2 separate regions of the Rattus norvegicus genome follow, and region 1 is linked to region 2. Evidence: chromatin contacts called from public Hi-C data. All regions are on one chromosome and are shown on one strand. The core of a region is the stretch at or near the end of the contact, and the rest is flanking DNA. Distances in the headings are between cores, read along the strand shown. Region 1 holds the start of Mapk9 (mitogen-activated protein kinase 9). Region 2 holds the start of Cnot6l2 (CCR4-NOT transcription complex, subunit 6 like 2).

Region 1 (4,684 bases), core at 1,880-4,379, 150 kb before region 2:
AAGAAATGTAGCTGAGTGTGGTGCCTTTTGACTATAATTCTAGCACACGAGAGGCTGAGAGAGGAGGATTACAGTGGATTTGAGGCTACATAGTGAGTGGGAAGCCATATCTGAAAGAAGAAACAAACGTACAACCCCAAAACAATAAGCACCAAAAGATAAAAGCCAACAGAGAGAACTGAAAAGACATCAACCAATAATCACAACAAAAACTTCAAATGATTACAAAAACTGTAAGATACACAAGACACTTAGATATTCAAGTTTTGACTGGTTACTTGATGCTATGAAAGAATGGCTGCTTTTAAAATTTTAAGAGAACCTTGTTTGTTTGTTTGTTTGTTTTAGCGAAATAGACTAAAAAGTTCATGGACAGAATGACGGGATGTCAAGGATCTGCTTCAACACAACGTGAGGAGAGTTTACATGCTCTGAGATCAGGGATGAAAAGAGACTGCCATAGTTAAAACGTGTAGACGCTGGTAAAGCCATCCACTTTATAACAAATCTGAAAGTCCCCATCACAAACAACTAAACGCTGCTGTTGAAATCCAACTCACACGGTGGCCAAGTACAAACCATTAAGAATTATTGTTTTTAAAATAAAATTGCCGCCTTCCTAGCCAGGTGTAAAAGATAACTTCATATTTAGTCAAAAATAGCAGCCCTACTGACCAATTAATACTTTTCTTTTAAAATCAGATTTTGTTTTATCCTATATATAATAAGCTTTTAAAAATTGGTTCACTCATTAATAACTAATCCGTTTGGCATTTCTCTTAGTACAGAAGGTTAAGCCTTTTTTCTTTTGAAACTGACACATTCAAGTACACTCCTGGCCATTTATTTAAAGGATAGAGCGAAGCATCTGTTAACGAGTAATTATAAAGTCCTGAGACCCTGCAAATTGAAACCTCAGGAAAGCAAAAGGTCTCTAGAGATTATGCCCCCAAAACAACAATTATTTTTAACTATGCAGGACTCTCCTGAAAGGAGAGGAGAAACGTTTATAGATTGGCTAATGGAAGGCAAACACAAAGAGAGCTGAGAACCTTAGATGGAGGGGCAATCTGGTTTCAGGTTCTCACTGGCTGCCTGCGCTGAAGCAGACTACTGAAGCACTGTGGGCCTCCATTTCTTCCTCTGTGGAACCTGGTTGGTATCTGGGTGAACAGGGCCTAGCTCCTCTGGCCTCAGGCTACTGTTCCTGCTCCTCGAAGCTTCTCCCTCCCACACTGCCTGCTCAGGAGGTTAGCGGTGCTGCATGAGGTCCGCATTTGGCGGGGCACCAAATGGCTCGTTTTAATTAGCTATTGCCAACGCTAAAATATCAGAGTCCGGATACAAACTTGGAATCCTGGCTCTTAAAAAAAGGCTGAACGAAGTTCTGGACCTCCAGGGGTCTCCAGCACTCCACAATGCCACGCTTGCCTCGGAGGGCTAATTCTTGGCCACAGGCTGAGCAAAGTTCCCTGTTGATCTTGCCCTTTCACTTTCTGTGTCCGTCCCTGCTCAAGGCCCTCCAGCACCCCCACCCCACACCCTCCATTTCTAGGGCACAGACCCTTCACTACAGCTGGTGTCACATCCTGTCCTAGAACTGTGTGCTTGCCAGTCTGTGTCTACGGGGCTCCTGGACTCTCTGGGGGAAGGTACCCTGTTGCTATCTCCTTTGTGTCCTTAGAGTCCAGCAGAAAGCATGACCTAGATAATACAGAATTCAGTAGATAACTCCTGAACGTGTGGAAGGAAGCTCGAGCAAAACTCTTAGCAAAAATGTAATTTTTTTTAATCACAAATTGTTCTGACAGGTGCTAGAAAGAGATTAAAAACATTAAAACATTTCACAAAATGAGAATAAGAGTCTGTTTGCTTACAAGTTTCACAAGTTAAAAGTCACCAACAAAATGGACAAAGCAGAGATAATAGGCAGGGATGGTCTTACTGCTCATTCACTGATCTGACTCTAGAGACGAGAGTCAATATACCAGACAACTACCTGTATTCACAGTGCTATACAAAAACTGGGCTATAAATCAGATAGCATCAAACCAGAGTCAGTGCTGGAAGGAAAACTAAACTGATGAACGGGAATGACTAAGCGAGGGAAAAGGGTGGTCAAGGCAGGCCTCGCCAATAACAAGACACTGAACCACAGGAGGAAGTGATACGAGAAGAGACAGCAGGGCGAAAATCTTATAGACAACTCCGAACATGGAAAAGTCAAAGTGCAAAGGTCCTGAGGTAAATAAATGATTTTTGGCATGTCCAAAGCAGGTGAGGTGAATAGGCTAGGAGAGCAGAGATCTGCTTCTTGTTAGGAGGGAAGGGAGTGGCAGAGGAGGTGGGCAGGGCCCACTCTGGCTCTTTGCTGGGCACTGAAGATGAATGACAAGGCACTGGGGCGGGGGTTGGGGGGAGAAGTGGGGGAGGACTCTAAGCGGATGAGAGTTCCTACGACACTCGTGCCAGTAAGGGAGCATTTACCCACTCGGACGCCCTCAACTGTGCGCCTTAGGCTTCTCTGCCCTAGTGCTTTGAGACAGTTACACTGCCCGATAACAACCCCCAACCAAACCCTAGACATTTTACCACTACTGCGGAGGGGAAAGCAGAGGGCCAGTGAGGGTCAGAGTCACCGCCAAGGTCGCGGGGATCAGAGCCCAGACTCCAGGGCATGCAGCGGAGTACAGCAGCATGCCTCACAGCTGGAGAGAAGGCGCCCACAGACTCCTGCGGGCAGGTCTGCTGGGCCCGGGCCAGACAGCCGGCCTGCAGCCCTGGGCAGCAGACACCAGGCGAGAGAGAACGACTGCGGAACCGTGGAAAGCCAGGCAGTGCCGAGCAGCCCACCCCCCGCACCCCAGGCCTTCGCGGCCCGAGCAGCCCCGCCAGGCCTAGCCGCCCGCCGGGCTCACCTCGGCTCCGCGCCGCCGCGCCGGAGGCAGAGGGAGGGCACGCTGGCGGCGATGCGTTCTGGCGGCTCCCAGCTCCAGGACCCGGACCCGGCCGCCCCGCCCCGCTCTGCTCCGCCCCGTCGCCGCCGCAGTGGGTGTGAGGGGCGCGGGGCGCAGCGACCCTTCCGGTCGGGTTCCCTTCAGCTCCGCAGCTGCCGCCGCCGCCGCCGCCGCCGCCGCGCTCAGTCTGACGGATTCTCAGGCCAGCCAATCAGAACAAGGATATCTAGGCAGGCGGGGCCAATCGAGACTGGGGGTGGGCCAAGGCTGGGCAGTAAGGGCGTGGCTGAGGGTTGGTGTGGGCGAGGCCAGTGGCGCGCTCTGGATACCCTAGTGCAAAGTGGCGCCCCCTAGGCGGCTCCCCGCCTGGCCGTCTGCTTGCTATAAGCGCGTCTGCCAATGTGCGCAGAGGACTAGGGATCCAAGTCAATCTAGGACCAGCTCCTGAGCCCGCCTTCCAGGGCCAGGGGACCCGCATGCGCCGGAGAGGGTGGGCCAAGAGGAGCGAGAGCTGGGGAGGGGCGAAGCGTGACTTTGCTACAGTGTAGGAGCCTAGTCAGGCTCTGTTGCAGCAGGTGCAAGTGGAGAGGCGGCCCTGCGATTTCTCCAAATGCTGGAAACTCGACTGCATAATCGTTCGTGCTCTCCCCTGGGAAAAAAAGGGGGTAAAAGGACTGGAAACAACCGGGTTAGACAGGAGACCTGGGCAAGATTGGGAACCTGGAGTATAACGGCCCGGGAGGAGGAGGGAGGACAAGCCACAGAGCCTTGGGGTTTGTTGTTCACTAAGGCGGATGCGCTGCGTAAGCCACACTGAGTGGGCTCATAACAAGGATGCAGCCAGATGTCCAGAGGGTGGGGGCTGGAGAAACGGTGACCATGACGCTGGTGAGTCAGTGAGGGGATTGGCGGGGTGTGACCTAAAGAGGACTGTTGTAAGGAACAAGTTTCTGCTTTGGTGTAGAGGGATGAGGAGGGCGTCATTCCAATGCTGAAGGGCTTCTATACAGCGGTCTTTGACACTGCTGCTTTTGTTGACGCTCCTACAGCCCTCTGTCTCTCAAATAGGTTCCAGAAGGTCTGAGGTGAATAAGACGTTTGGAAAGCACAGAATTTAGGGTTCTGACTACTCTGAGCTTTGATCGAAAGACTGCAAGTGAGACAAGAGAGGTTGAACGCACTGAGGAAAAGCTCTAAACAGGTTAGGCTGAGGACTGGCCTATAAGGGATTGGAAAAATGCTGACAGTAGTTGACAAGTGGTACAGCTGTAGTAGGATGCCAAGGAATAGCCAGGGAATCGGGCTCTGCATATAGGAAGATCAGGAGAATAGAAGGCCCCATGAATCTCGGCAGAATTTGAAGAGATCTGTGACTCCGGTTTCAAGCACTGAGCCAGGGGGGTGGAGGCACAGAGAAGTGGGATAGAGAAAGGGATAGACAGTATCTCTGTTTTATTCTGTTTTCATATTGTGACAAAGCAAGATGACCAGAAAGCACTTCGGGGATGAAAGGGTTTATTTTGGCTTACAACTCTCAGGCCACTCCTCATTGAAGGAAGTAGGACACTCAAGGCAGGAACCAGCAGGCAGGAACCAAAGCAGAAGCAAGGGAAGAACACAGCTTATTAAGTTAGGGATGGAACTGCCTTCAGTGTGCTAGGCCCTCCCACATCAGTCATTAGTGAAGAAAATGCCCTTACAAACTTTTCTACAGTTCAATCTTACAG
Region 2 (4,759 bases), core at 689-3,188:
TGTTTGCTTTCAATGAAAACGAGGGGGGCGCGGAAGAGGAGGCGTCGGCGTCGGTGGCGGCGGCGTCGACGGCGCGGAGGCGAAGGCGGCGGCCGGCGCGGCGAGGAGGGCGAGGCCGGGGTCCGAGAGGGCGGCAGAGCGTAGCGGCGGCTCGTGGGGTCCGGGCGGCCGAGGCGGGCGGCTGAGGAGCGGCGGCTGAGGAGGGGGAACAAAGAGCGGCGGCTGAGGCGGCTGAGGAGTGGCGGCGGCGGCGCTGCAGCAGCGGGCGGGACTGGTATGGTGGTTCCACAGGGCAGACCCCGCTGCACTCACCGGGAGGAGGCGGCGGCAGCGGCGGAGGAAGGCGGCGCAGCTCGAGAGGTGAGCGCGACGGGCCCGAGCGACGTCCCGCCGAGGCTCTGCCGCCTGCGCTCCCCCATCCCCCAGGGGTCGTGCCCTGGGGACCCCGAGCGCGCACTCGCGCACAACTTAGTAGCTCTCCGAGTGACGTCTGTCCGTCCCCCTCCTTGACACAGCGATCGCGGTCCGGTCGGTCCCCGGGCCGCGCCCCCGCGCGGAGTCCCGGGGCTCGGCCTGGGTCGGAGGGTGGGGGGGGGCAGGAGTGTTGATTGACGGCAGTGTGGCGGCGTACCGAGGGCGGTGGCGTGAGCCCTGGCTTTTCGGACCCCCGGCTCCGGTCACGCGCCCCAAGAGAGGTGCTGGTGTGCGGGGACTAGGAGCTAGGAACCGGTGGCAACTTTGGAGAAGTGGCTGTGCGGGGTGGCGCACTGTGCGGCGTGGAACTTGGCACTCAGTGGACGCTCTTAATGCTCACCCGTTTCCTCCTAAAGTGTTTAAAGTCAATTTAACGCAGATATTGTTAGGGGCGGGGCGGATTACGTGGCCAAAGAAGTGATTATCAGCTGTAGAGATTATTGGACTCGGGACTCAAGTACTAATTTCTCGAAGAAAAATTTTCCCTAGTTTAAACCAAAGCGGACCTAGCCTTTTCATGTTTCAAAGCCAGTGGTTATTTTCTTTGGTAACATTTTTACAAATATCCCCCCCCCCCCGCCCCCCGACTCTTTCTACCCGGACATCGGTTTTTAGAGACTGCTCATAAGCAACTGTAATTCTTTACTTTTAACTATTCCTGCAAGTGAGGACATTGTGAACGGGCCAACTTGTTACTGTGTTTAAATTTGCCTCAATTTGAGTACAGGTAAACCTGTTTTACAGGTAGATTGCCTGATCCTGCTAGGTCTAAATTCTTCTCTGCCTGTGTTTGGAATTTTAACTTTGGAGACTAAATGAAAAAACAATCCGGTGTGTGCGAGCACTGTCTCTTCTACACTTCCCTAGACTTCTCCACCGTTCCACAACCGTTCTGTATGCTGCTCAAAACAAGGCATCGTTTGCTTTTTTTTGTAATTGCTGCCAGTCTTTTGAAGTTGGCGCGTTTTAGAATACATTTTAGAATTAAAATGAACTCGGAGCCAGTGGTCTAGTCTAATTCTCTGACACCGTTTCTAAGGATAGGATCAGGATATTGCAGTTATGAAGGGTGATATAGTTGCTAAGTATTTGGGTTTTGGAGAAGGAAGGGGAGTGTTTTTAACGGGTAGATATTACTTAAAGTATGTCAGTGTAGCCATTTCTCAGTAGGTGCACAGGGTGTTGCAAACATAGACAAAAAGTATGTGGCAGACATTTTCTAGTGTGGCTGGAGAATTCTTGAACAATCCTTGTATAATTTCAGATGTATTATGGCTGCTGGGAAATTTCAGGGTTTTTTTTTTTTGTTTGTTTGTTTTGTTTTGTTTTGTTTGTTTTGTTTTGTTTTGAACAGACAAGTTGATATATGGAACTTTGTCCTGACTGCAAATAAAGGCATTATAGGAAATTGCCCACTATGCACGTAGTATTTTGGTTAATGTTTAAACATCCCACTGAACCCATGTTAACTTTTTTTTAAAACAAAACAAAACAAAACAAAAATATGGGTCTTAAAATATAGTTCCTGCTGGCCTGGAACCTTTTTTTGTAGAATAGGCTGACCTTGAACTCAGATCCTCCTGTTTCTGCCTCTGGGATGCTGAGGTTAAAGGTGTACAGCACCATGTTTAAGTTTTTCATTCAGTGCATCCTAGAAGGACGACATATGTAAGGCATACTGGAGTAAATGAAGTATCCTTTGGTCCTTACATGGTAAGAGATCAATATCTTCAGTATACATGTAACTCTGTTCTGAGAAAGGTCCACTGGCTAGGAAGCTCACGCTTCTGTTTTAGCACTCTGAAAATGTCTACATTTTCATCTAAAAATGTATAATACACACACACACACTATACTTTTGTCATGGAGAAGAAAGTTCTGTTAATTTTTTAAACCTTTTAGCTTTTACACAATATACAGTTTTTCTTATCTGTCCCTCTTATTCAGGCTAAGGTGGCCGTGTTACAAGGAAATGAGATTAATAAACACTACTTGAAAAGTGTTGACTAAACCCAAGTGTAACTATATGTATAACGTGTACTTGTGAGTACAGTGGAGTGTAGTAGAGTTTGGTGTTTAAGGAAGGAAGGAAGGAAGGAAAGAATGATTATTTGAATCTAAGGTAGAGGCTGATTCAGGCCGCCTTACCCTTTGGGCTTTACTTTTCTGTTGTCCATGTGGATATTTTGGATGAATTGCACCCTGAGGAATAGCTTTTGATAGTCCTGAGATAGATGATGGGAACCCAGAGATGACTGTGTCCAGTTCTGCCTTCCTGTTCTGCATAGAAATATGGTGTACAAGTGCTTCAAGGAACAGAAGAATGATGAAACTTATGGATGAGGGTGCGGTGCCAGTTTAAAGAAAAGTGACACTGAGTGGAAGCTTGCCAAGTTGGAGAAGGGGAGCATTGTAAACAAAGGGGACAGTGATCAGACTGAGGTATCAGGTTTGGGGGTAAGGTCAGCCACCATACGATGTTACTGGAACAGTGGGAGTGAGTTGAGAGCATCTGTACAAGAGGTCTGTCTAGCCTAGATTTTGAAGGACTTTGCTGAGCTTTGTTTCCTTTTAGCAAAGGAGAGTCTGTTTTTTTTTTTTTAAACAAGAAATAAAGTTTTAAAGATAACTAGGCATCAGTGTGGGGGAATAAAGACCATGCAAGTAAAATTGAAGTCATATTTGGAATAATACAGGTAGTGACTGTTTTTTTGACTTGGATATAGTGTCTGTGGCTCCTTTTGTGATGGGCTTGAAAACTGCCCAATCACTCTGTAATATAGGGTCATGCCAATTCAGAATGTTGGAGTTTTAGAAGATGTGAAAAGCAGCCAAAACAGTGAAAGCCCTGAAATGAGACGCATGAAACTTGAGGTTTGTGGACTTTGCTTCCTAGAGCTCAGACAGGCTAGAGAGTTTAATTGGAGCAGTCAACCAGCACACACACTGGAATCAAAGCAGCCAGGCTGTTTAGGAATACTCTTGACGGTTAGGCTATGGTAAGTATTTTGTGAAATGCTAGGGGAAGATGAGTTTTCCCTCTAAATTCCTGGAAGTAGAATATTGAGACTTAGAAGCGTGGGACTCTTAAGAAAGCTGCTGTAACAGGTTTTATATGGAAATCACAGGCCTTGGGAGGAAGTGGAATTGGAGTACAGGAACTTGATAAGAATGGAAGCATTTCTCATGTTAAGTGACTAAGAAGTAGAGCAGTATTACATAACTGTGCACCTACCCTCAAAAAGCACCTGCTTTATTTGAGCTGCACATCCACAGGGTTGGTCCTTGTAAATTACTCTGATTTGCTAGGAGAGTTACCTGAAAGTCTGGAAAACTATGACACTGAAGTTGAATGGGTGCGGTCCACAACACAGAAGGAGCTGACTTACTGGTTAGTGCTCCTGTCTTACGTATTTTTGTACAGCTCAGTTCACCTGGGGCAGTTTTCTATCTTAGTCTAATTTTTTTTCACAGATTAAAATAGCACATAAACAAGTGAGAAGTTTGCAGTGATTGTTCAGTATTAAGTCAGTCATGTTGGAACAAATTCACATTTTTTCCAAACAAGTGTTATACAGATGAGCTAATTATACTTAAACACAGTATTTGAAAATATTCAATTCAGAGTGAGTTTGTAGTAGTGCAGAGAGAAAGACAAAAGAGTAATAAACATAGCAGGTTATATGGTAATTAGAAATATATAAACATTTTGTGTATCCTTAGGAAGAATCTAATTTTGACTAGGAACCTTTGGAGGAGTTGTTAGTGATCTTAGAGCTGAAGTTAGAAGATATAAGGGCTGTCAGGCTGAATAGGGTGTTTGAGAGAAGGCAACAGCGTGTCCACACTAAGTCATACACAGTGCGGGCTGTGTGAGGATACAAGTGTTAGAGCATCTTCTGTATACGGTGGGAGCCCATGTTCTTGTGTGACATACTTAGGAAGCAAGTAGTAAAAATGGGGAGACTGGATGAAAAGGGTCAGGACACACTAAAGTGGAAGTTTCTGGTTATGTGATGTATATGGATGAGGGAGATCATTAGGTCTTAATGAGAGAATGGGGGCATCAGCATTGAGGGGAGAAAACTAGTATATGCTATAACAATTTTGAAAGTACTAAAATTAAGATAATGTAGATATTGCATAGTAGCTGTTTCTTGTTCTCTAGATTTTCCTTTTTGAGTGATCTTGAGTATCAAGGGCTACAATATCTTTTTAAGGCTGAAAAAATTATCTGTTTATATTTTTGAGATAAAGCCTCGCTGTGTATCCTTGGCTAGTTTGG

What was found. A called contact is a pair of places that touch in the nucleus more often than the background predicts.
Region 1: a contact with region 2 is called in a Hi-C map of mammary epithelial cells, with 1.8 times the contacts expected there. The contact joins the promoter of Mapk9 here to the promoter of Cnot6l2 in region 2. A contact is called at or near these places in 3 of 12 Hi-C or Micro-C datasets (Schwann cells, kidney and mammary epithelial cells) and 1 of 1 datasets of contacts at active chromatin or transcription factors (oligodendrocytes).

What each region holds. Positions count from the first base shown.
Region 1 is chr10:34,669,218-34,673,901 of GRCr8, reverse strand. Mapk9 (mitogen-activated protein kinase 9) reads right to left here and starts at 3,129. Exons shown (of 12, transcript NM_017322.2): 1 at 2,919-3,129.
Region 2 is chr10:34,517,947-34,522,705 of GRCr8, reverse strand. It overlaps Cnot6l2 (CCR4-NOT transcription complex, subunit 6 like 2), which reads right to left and starts at 1,938. Exons shown (of 3, transcript XM_063270031.1): 1 at 1,930-1,938; 2 at 1-712. The coding sequence starts at 1,938. The region is part of intron 2 of Cnot6 (CCR4-NOT transcription complex, subunit 6); the gene reads left to right.